Regions from separate parts of the Sus scrofa genome. Here region 1 is linked to region 2. The links are chromatin contacts, called in public promoter capture Hi-C maps. All regions are on one chromosome and are shown on one strand. Each heading gives the region's core, a stretch centred on a gene start, on an enhancer-like site or on the middle of the called end of the contact. The rest is flanking DNA. Distances are from core to core; before and after follow the strand shown.

The links. Promoter capture Hi-C pulls out the DNA fragments that hold promoters and counts their contacts.
Region 1: a contact with region 2 is called in a promoter capture Hi-C map of fetal liver, with 2.4 times the contacts expected there. The contact joins the promoter of TRIM24 here to the promoter of FMC1 in region 2. A contact is called at or near these places in 1 of 5 promoter capture datasets (fetal liver) and 1 of 2 datasets of contacts at active chromatin or transcription factors (alveolar macrophages).

What each region holds. Positions count from the first base shown.
Region 1 is chr18:11,149,831-11,154,722 of Sscrofa11.1, reverse strand. TRIM24 (transcription intermediary factor 1-alpha) reads left to right here and starts at 2,968. Exons shown (of 19, transcript XM_021079187.1): 1 at 2,968-3,688. The coding sequence starts at 3,325.
Region 2 is chr18:10,348,754-10,353,431 of Sscrofa11.1, reverse strand. FMC1 (protein FMC1 homolog) reads left to right here and starts at 3,060. Exons shown (of 2, transcript XM_005657736.3): 1 at 3,060-3,249. The coding sequence starts at 3,112. TRNAR-CCU (a tRNA gene) reads left to right here and starts at 2,412; the gene lies at 2,412-2,484.

The DNA.
Region 1 (4,892 bases), core at 1,719-4,218, 800 kb before region 2:
CCTTGTTCCTCTAAAGGTACAGGAGATTAAGAGAAGGGGTTATGTCCAACCCTTCTTGTCCAAACCTGTGTCACAACCTCTGTGAGAGTCCTACTCAAAGATGTTTTTGTTAAACTTCCCTGGAAATTCAAGAATTTCTATCCAGGGAGTTGTCTGATGGTCTAGCAGGGTTAAGGCACCTGTGTTCTCACCACTGTGGCTCTGGTTGCCTCTGTGTGGCGCAGGTTCAGTCCCTGGTCCAGGAACTTCCAAATACTGCCTGTGTGGCAAAAAAGAAAAAAATTTAAGAGAGAGAGAGAGCCTGAAATAAATGTTGCAACTCATTAAAAAAAAAAGAATTTCCGTCAATTGCTACCTTTTAAGGGGTGGAAAGGAGGAATCTTCACGAGCGTCTAATGATCCTTCTCTCCTTGCAGACTCTCTTCTCTTCTAGCACAGGCAAACCAGAGTTCCTCTCTCACAGGTGGTGGTAGAGGTGGTGCTGGGTAGTTTAGAAAATAACAAGTCATCCCGAGTTTCCATTGTGGCCCAGTGGTTAACGAATCTGACTAGGAACCATGAGGTTGTGGGTTCGATCCCTGGCCTTGCTTAGTGGGTTAAGGATCCAGTGTTGATGTGAGCTGTGGTGTAGGTCGCAGATGTGGCTCAGATCTGGCATTGCTGTGGCTCTGGCATAGGCCGGTGGCTACAGCTCTGATTGGACCCCTAGCCTGGGAACCTCCATATGCCGCGGGAAGTGGCCCTAGAAAAGGAAAAAAAAAAAGAAAATAGCAAGTCATCCGGTGAGGCTGAAGCTTAGAATGAGAATGGGAAAGAGGTGACCAGGGCAGGAAGATCAGATAGGGGTATCAGACAGGGATGAAATTGGGGAGAGTCTTGGATGCAGTGGGAGCCATAGTAATTATAGAAAAGGAGAGGGATAGAGAAAGCTGTAATTAAGGAAGGATTATCTAAAATAGTGGATCTCTGTGAAGTATTTTTGCAATATACTTGGGAGGATGATATCTAGGTAAGATAATCACATGATTAAAAAGACTTCAACATTTTCATTTTCTGGACTTAAAAAAACCCAGAAGCCATATATATTTGAACAAAGTAAAACATATGATTGTTTTAATTACCTGAGACTAGGAAATCTAAGAATATGGAAGATAGTTTTCTTTGAAACTGGATTATCCATGATGATTTGAGAAACTAAACTAGTAGGCTGTATCAGATTGCACAGCATTCTTTCAAAACAAGGCTCTCAATTTACCTCTCTTTTCTTCACCACCATCATCTGAGGGACTAAAAGGCACTTGTCTCTTAGTCTACTTGAATCCTGTATACCACCTCTGTAATGAAATATTAACACGTTAAAAGCACTAGTTTATAACACAGAATTTGCTTTCCTATTACATGAAGATTTTCAAAGTACAGCTACCATAACAGGGTACAGAGCGAAGGGCATTTCAAAACAAAGGGAAAAGCTTGTGCAAAGTGGGTAAGAGTTAAAATTGCTAGAGCATAAAGTATGAGAGTAGTGGGAGCTTCAGCTTGAGAGGTGTATAGGGATGAAATCGTTGAGGGACAATAAGTGGGTTAAGAAATTTGTTTCTTTAAGGGTGGTCCTGGACCATCCACATCACAATCAGGAGATCCTGCTAAAACTGAATCTGGGGAGGGGCTCAAGAACCAGCTTTTAAGTAAATGTGGCAGGCGATTTTTATGCAAACTAAGGTTTAAGAAACAACTATACAAGATAAATAGCCCTTGAATGTCATTAAGAATGAAAATGACACTCTGGAAGCCACTGGAGATTGGATTTAAGAATCTGGGAAAGAGCCTGCTAGGAGAGGAATATTTTGGGAAAGGTAAGGTCATGAGGGAGAGCTGAGTTGCCTAGAGTTTGCTCTCCCCCATTGTCATCGCTTCTTCCAGGATCATTTCAATTTTAACAAAGCCTTTTCTGACCCCATCCCACTCTCAAAGATTCAGCATCACTTCATGTGTTCCTAAAAAATGGCACTTCCATATAATTTTTTTCCCATAATTGTGTTCAAAAGCTTTGTTTCTCCCACCCTGTTTCTATACTTCAAAATCCTTAAAAGCTTAGCCACTTTAGAGTGAAAAATGTGTGCGACTTCTAAAATGTGTGTGTGTGTGTGTGTGTGTGTGTGTGTGTGTGTTGGGAGGGAGGGCTTCGGGTGGGTGGCTGGAAAAGAATATTTTAGAATTATTTGGACATTAGTATTAACATTTATTTTTATTCCTTGTAATAAAAAAAACCACTTTTGAACAGTCTTTATGTATTAATTCTTTGGAGAATAAACCATGTTTATTCACTTGAAAAGCAAATCACTGACTTTAAAAATTGATTTCACCTTTTTCATTGGGGAAATCCTTTAAAATTTCCCGACTTGCAAGAGAACTTCCCCTCTTAACAATTCATGCTCATAATTCATCATACTCAATTCATGTGGCAAAATATATGCTGCCTGCACAATATCTTTTTTACGCAACATTTTTCCATTTTTAAAATTTTTTCCTTGTTTGCTCTTCACAATCTCCACTTCGACTCTCCCAACATATTTACTTCCCCTACAGGAGCCCATCTTCAGTAGCAGAACGGGAGTTTTCGAAGCAGTTACTTAATTAAAAGCGTCGGTAGACAAAGTGAAGCTCCGCCCCATAGGTGGGGCTAACACAGGCGGACCGAATTAGGTGGTTGATCGTTAACAAATGAGCCCTTAATCTTTTCAGAGGAGCTAAACACACACAAAGGCCCAATCAGAGGCCGTGGTTCCAGGAGTTGGGGGGAGGGGCTGGGCAAGAGCCCTCCCACCTCCTAGCCTCCCGCCGCGGCTGTCGGAGCCTCGCGGGCTTGGGAAGGCCCCGCCCCCCGGCCAGGCGCGGCGGCTATTGGGTGGCGCGCTGCTCGCCGACGTCTCGGTTGCTGGGAGAGGGAGGGAGGGGGCGGGGCCTGAGGTGGGCCAGGGGGCCCGAAAGAAAGGCGGGGAGGCGAGGGCGGGCTGGGCGGATTCGACGAGCGCCGCGGCGGTTGGCGAAGCGGATGGGGCGCAGCCTCCCCGGTGCGAGGAGCAGTCCCCGCTGACAGATCCCCTTCTTCCGGCCGCGCCACCCGGGAGGCGGATCCCTGGGGCCTGAGAAGGCTTCCTTGGCCCGGGCCTCCCTCCCTCCCTCCCTCTCCTGCGGGTCACCCTAGCGGCCTGGGAGGAGGAGGAGGAGGAGGCGGTGGAGGAGGAGGTCGTCGGGGGCGGTGGGCAGAGACCGCGCTCCTCCTTTCCCGGCGGCGGCGGCGGCGGCGGCGGCGGGGGCAGGACAATGGAGGTGGCTGTGGAGAAGGCGGCGACGGCGGCCGCAGCGGCTTCGGTGGCGGCCGCCGGGGGGCCCTCGGCTGCGCCGAGCGGGGAGAACGAGGCCGAGAGTCGGCAGGGCCCCGACTCGGAGCGCGGAAGCGAGGCGGCCCGGCTCAACCTGTTGGACACTTGCGCCGTGTGCCACCAGAACATCCAGAGCCGGGCGCCCAAGCTGCTGCCCTGCCTGCACTCGTTCTGCCAGCGCTGTCTGCCCGCGCCCCAGCGCTACCTCATGCTGCCCGCGCCCATGCTGGGCTCCGGCGAGACCCCGCCGCCGGTCCCCGCCCCCGGCTCGCCGGTCAGCGGCTCCTCGCCGTTCGCTACCCAAGGTGAGAGCCGGCCGCGGAGGCGGGGGGCTGGGGAACGCGGGGAGGGACCCCGGGAGGCCGGCGCCCCGGTGCGTCGCGGCGACCCGCTGTCATGTCGCCGCCGCTCGGGGTGCGCGGCGGGGGAGGGGCGGAGAGGGTCTGTGCTGGCGGCGGTGACATGGAGGGCCCGCGCGCTCTGCGGCGTGCCGCGCGCCCCGTGAGCAACTTCCACCGGCGCCGCGGACTCCAGCGCTGCTGCTGCTTCTGCTGCTCCTGCTCCCCAGCTTTCTCCTCCCGGGGTGCCTGGCTGGTGCGACCCGCACTTTTGAAAACCCCTGTCGGAGTCTGCTGCAGACTGTTTGTCGGGTCCCTTGCCGACTGCATCTAGTTAACTGCTACCCTTGGCCTCCCCAAAGCTTTGTCCAGGTCCATATGATCCTAATCATCTCGTATATACCCACGTTATTTGAGCCGGAGGGGGGAAAGGAAGGGATGAAGATGAAGTGATAGTGACTTTCTTTGATGATTGATTACACATCGGATGCCGTCTATTTTTTGTCTTGAATGTTTTGGGTTATTTTCCTTAATGAGCCCCCAATTCTCTCGTCTCTGATGGGGACAAAGGAACTGAGAGACGATGTTTTGTTGTCCTCTGTCGGAGATTTTATTTTAAGACAGTAAATGGTAAAGAGAAATAGAACAAAGTGATTTGGGGTGCAGTATTTTCTTGTATTTTGTAGACAGCACCTGGAAATGTTGAAGTTACTGTTCTCTTTGTGGTGTTTGTTACTGTATAATGAGACTTTTGACAGGTAGCTCCCATTGCTAACATGAACACTTAAAGTAAGTACGGTAAATTGTTTCTAGCAGAGTAATTGAGGTTTTTAAATGTTCATATTGCAAATATTTGAGCCCTTCCTTTTAAAAATACAAGGTAACTAATTCATTTTTAATATATACTGCCTTTTTAAAAGTGACTAGTTTATTTAATTCGAGATAAAAAGCTAATAAGTAATTGAGCTAGGTCAAAGAACATATGAAATTGATGCCTAAAATAGATTTTAGTGTTAGACTTTTGATTTAATTATTTGTTAGGAAAAGAATCTAGTTTGAGGAAGACAGTTTTCCGTGGGTCTTGCTAGGGGAGTCTTGCTAGGGGAGGTGCTGACTCCCCTTTGTTTCTGTTTTTGAAGGATGCTTGTAGAAGGAACAGCCTTGGAAGATG
Region 2 (4,678 bases), core at 1,811-4,310:
TGCAAGTAGATTGAGCTGAAAAGTCGAGCTCCTGTGGAGGAGGAAGGAACCCATCCGCCTGATTTACTCTGTGTTACCTGCCTGGTCTCTACTGTAGGGCTTTGGGTGTGTAGCCCTGCACGAGGAAACAAACACTTTCTAAAGCTACACAATTAAAAATTTTGGCTAAGCCGTCTCTAAGAACTTTTTTAGACTAGTTTGGTTTTCTGTTGACACAGAGTGATTCTAAAACTTAGTGGAATTATTCCCAAACAACCACCATTTTATTATCTTTAATGTTTCTATGGGTTGACTGGGTTCAGCTGGGCAGCTGTCTGCTCCATGCCACACTGGCTGAGGCTGTAGTCATTTGGGGGTGCCACTGGATTGGGACATTCACGATGGCTCACTCAGTGACTGATACTCAGTGCTGAGAGCTCAGCTGGGCTTATCTCAGTCCTCTACCATGTGCTGGGTTTTTCAGAGCAGTGTTTCTAGATGAGAAGCAGAGAGTTAAAGCTGTCAGTTGTAAAGGCCTGGGGTTCCAGAGACGTCCCAGAACATTCTATTTATTGGTTAAAGCTAGTCACAAAGCCACTCAGATTCAAGAGTGGGTAGGATGGGATATAAGCTTCACTGCTTGATGTAAAAAGCAACAGGTGTATGAGAAGGCCATTTCCGGTGACTAGTGGCCACACAGAGCTTACATTTTTTTTTTTACTATTTACTTTGCTTTAATGTAAAAATGGCTTAGGCTAAAAGAAAAGAGGAGTCTTTTGGCAGTTCAGTAAAAAGGAATTCAGAATTACATCTCATTGCCCCTTACCAAAACATAGCAACAATTACTATACTTCCAATAAATTGTCCTGCTTCCTCAGAGCGGGCTTGAATATGGTACTTTGCTTCACTTTTTGTTTGTTTTGCCACACCCAGGGCACGTGGAAGTTCCACAGCCAGAGACTGAACCTGCCACAGCGCTACCCAAACTGCTGCCATGACAACACAGGATCCTTAACCCACTGCACCACAAGGGAACGCCAAATTTGCCATCTCTTGGAAAGTTAGTTCAACAAATTCCTATTGAGGAAAGAATAACTGATAGCATTCTTCCTAACCCCATCCTGCCTATTTGCTTTTTGAAAATCAGAGACTTGTGATTAGAATGAAATGAATAGTATGAGTGTGACTGGGAGAGAGTCATTCACATTAAGTCGCACTGGTTTACTCTTGTGTTGATTCTGGATTTCAGTCGAAGTATGAAAAAGTGATCAAAATTGGCCCCAGCTAGAACAAGTGGACTCTGACACGGACCTAGCAAGAGTGACCTGTTAAGAGTGGGAATTTCTGAGATTGAGCAGCTGTGGAACATGAGGCTGAGACACAAGTAGCAGCTTGTAAAAGTTTAAGATCACATAGGGAATCTAGAAAATGTAGATGAGCGCAGAGGAGGCGAATCATTTTAATCTTGCCATACTGACCATAAAGGCCTGAGGAAATGTCTGACCTAGACTTCCCGAGGAAGCTCGAGGCCCAAAAGGTAAATAGAATTAATGCAAATGGTTAAGATTCGCACAAAGAGAATAACATAAATATGGAAAAACAACGAGAGAAGTTCAGATACGGGGCAGAGGATGAACAGCGAGACATAAACGTTAAGATAAAGACGAGGGTCAATTTAGGCAGGGTCCAGTGGTCTGAAATTTATCTTAGGGGCAATGCGGAGCCACTGAGACATGTTAAGCAAAGGGTAAGGTCGTGAAACTCAGAAGTGACTTGTCCAAGTTATTCAGTAATGAACAGAACCAGAAAATTAACTCCTAATTATTTCGAATTAACTAATTCCTAATGAATTGAACTACTTCCTGCCGCCCCATGTTTACCACTGGCCCGCCAACACAGAAGGCCATGTAACCATTTCTGCCTGACTCCTGGCTCTGCGGAAATGGCCTGTTTCAACCGGAAACAGAAAATGACCGCTACCAACGCCACCTAGCGGCAGGCTGGGGCCGAGCTAGCAGGTAGGAAAGCCGCAATACCGGAAGGGGCCGGCTGTTTCCTGTAAAAAACGCAAAGGAGCAGAAGCTCGGAGGGCCAATCTCCCAGATTCCCCAAGCGTTTCCAGCGCCTTCGGCTCAGCGTTGTCGTACGTGCCCTTTTGCGCAGGCGCGGGGGCTGTCGCGCAGGCAAACGCATACGCAAAACTGTGCGCGTGCCCGTTCTCCGTCCGGCGCATCGGTGCTATTTCGAGGGTAAAGCCTTTGGAGCTGTAACGCGAATTTGGTTCTCTGAACTACAACTCCCAGCATGCCTCGCCCTTTATATTGGTGCTAAGTGTGATCTCCTAGGATAGGTCAAAAAAAAGACCTAAGTGACGATGACGTACAAAGCAGGAAAAAAATTGAATACGTTGTTTGAGCACGTCTTTCGCAGCAGCCCCAGTGGCCTAATGGATAAGGCATTGGCCTCCTAAGCCAGGGATTGTGGGTTCGAGTCCCATCTGGGGTGGTTGAAATTTTAGGTGAACTTCTCAGTGAAACTTTTGCCTCTTCCCCCTTACACATAACTTTAGTGACACATGCTAACTTTTTAACGATGAGAAAAGTGTCTACGATTTTCTTCTAGGTGTGGGGCTAGTTTGCGAGAATCAACATACTCCCGTTTCCTTGTCTGAGCCGCAGTCCTGTTAAGATCTCTAGGAAGTCAATATGCTGAGTTTTGATATTCCCTCTAGAAACAAAAAAACAGATATATCTTCTCAGCTTTCTATTTCAAATCGACACCCACTTCCGACATTCCCTCATTTTCTCCAGACTCAGCGGCCGGTCAGTTAATGGCGTCTGAAGTGACGCAGTCAAGAAAGGACCTCCTTTTCCCTCGCCTGACCTTTCTCCAGGGTATTCAGTTACACTCGGCTTTCGTTTGCTTTTCTCTTAATTCCTTAAGGTGTCGCTCGACGTTCGATTAATAATGCTCCTCAAAGAAGGGAAGTGAGACATTCCACTGCCCTGCAATGAATAGGGGGAGCCAGCAGTCTGTTGCGACCGTACCACTAATCGGCAGGGCGGGGGGTGGGGAGCAGGCGTAAGAGGGGCCTCAGGGCGCCGCCCCGCCCCGGTCTCCGAGGACAGGAAAATGGCGGCCTTAGGCTCACCCGTGCGCACTTGGCGAGGCCTTCTACGGGAGCTGCGCTACTTGAACGCGGCCACGGGCCGACACTATCGTGACACCGCGGCCTATCGGTACCTCGTGAAAGCTTTCCGTGCACATCGGGTACGGAAGCCAGTGTCCGGGTGCTCCAGCCTCCGCTTTCCTGGGAAGGGAGGGAGAGTCGGTCTGGGCGGAAGTGCAGCGCTCCGGGCTTGAGCGCTCATTTCTGAGGCCCTGCTTCCCTGCAGAAAGCTCCAGCCCCTCGGCCTTGGTCTGCAGCCTAAGTCTGAGAGCCAACCCAGGGTCCAGGGAGAGCAAGATCTTCCTAGGGTGGAATCGCCCCCTGAGGATTTTATTGGCATGTGCGGAGGGGACAGTGAGAAGAAACTGAAGTGGTGGAAAGAGGGACAAAAGATATTTTTGGTGGGCAGTGTAGGGTCACTAACCACAGGATCTATCCAACCCTTCTCTTCCCCTAGGAGAGCTATTCTGAGAGGCAGTTTTTGGTGCAGAGCTTCTCGAAGAGTAGGGAGTTCCCATCGTGGCTCAGCGGTAGCAACCGGACTGGTATCCATGAGGATGTGGGTTCAATCCCTGGCCTCGGTCAGTGGGTTAAAGATCCTGCATGGCCATGAGCTGTGGTGTATGTGCAGACGTGGCTTGGATCCAGCTTTGTGGCTGTGGTGTAGGGCAGCAGCTGCAGCTCGGATTAGACCCCTGGCCTGGGAACTTCCCTGTGGCACAGGTGTGGTCCTAAAAAGACAAAAAAGACACCACCACCACCACCACCACCACCACCACCACCACCACCCCCCCCGGCAAAAAAAGGTCAACTAGAAACCTCTACTGAGGTGGTACTGTGACTTACAACATTAACACGATTTATGGCCAGGTGCCGATTTTCCACGTGTCGGAGGTAAATAGGAACTTATGGGAGGCCATCTTGGAAAATCCCTTGAGAAATCTGCCCAACCCACACCTACCCCTTAAGCAAGATCAGACGGCAGATCATTTTTCTCAAATGGGGCAACTGAGGCTCAGGGACAGTTGACCTGTACAAGCACATGTGTAGGAACTACTAGAGTCTAGGTAACTTGGTTCACAAATAAGAGTCTTCCATTTAATTGCTTACTTGATCTTGGCTCTTGTCAGCTGAGTCGGCTCTCACCTGAAGGAAGGAAACTTAGAGTCCTTTGGGTGATGTCGGAGAACCCTTGTGCTTTTGATTTTTCTGAGCCATGGAAGTTAGAATGTAAAATGTTATGTGAGCCACACAGGAGGTCCAAGAATGCAAAATTTTAGAACTAAAGTTCAACTAGTTTTTAAAAGGCCACAATATTAGGGGCTTCTAGGAAGTTAGCCTAAAATGACAAATAAGATTCACATGGGTTCTGTCGTACAACCCATCATGTGCCCAAGCGCTTAGAATAAACAGGTGCCAAGGGAGTAAGTAGACCACAGTGGTTTTGGAGTTGTCATCGCAGCTCAGTGGTTAACGAATCTGACTAGGAACCATGAGGTTGCGGGTTCGATCCCCGGCCTTGCTCAGTGG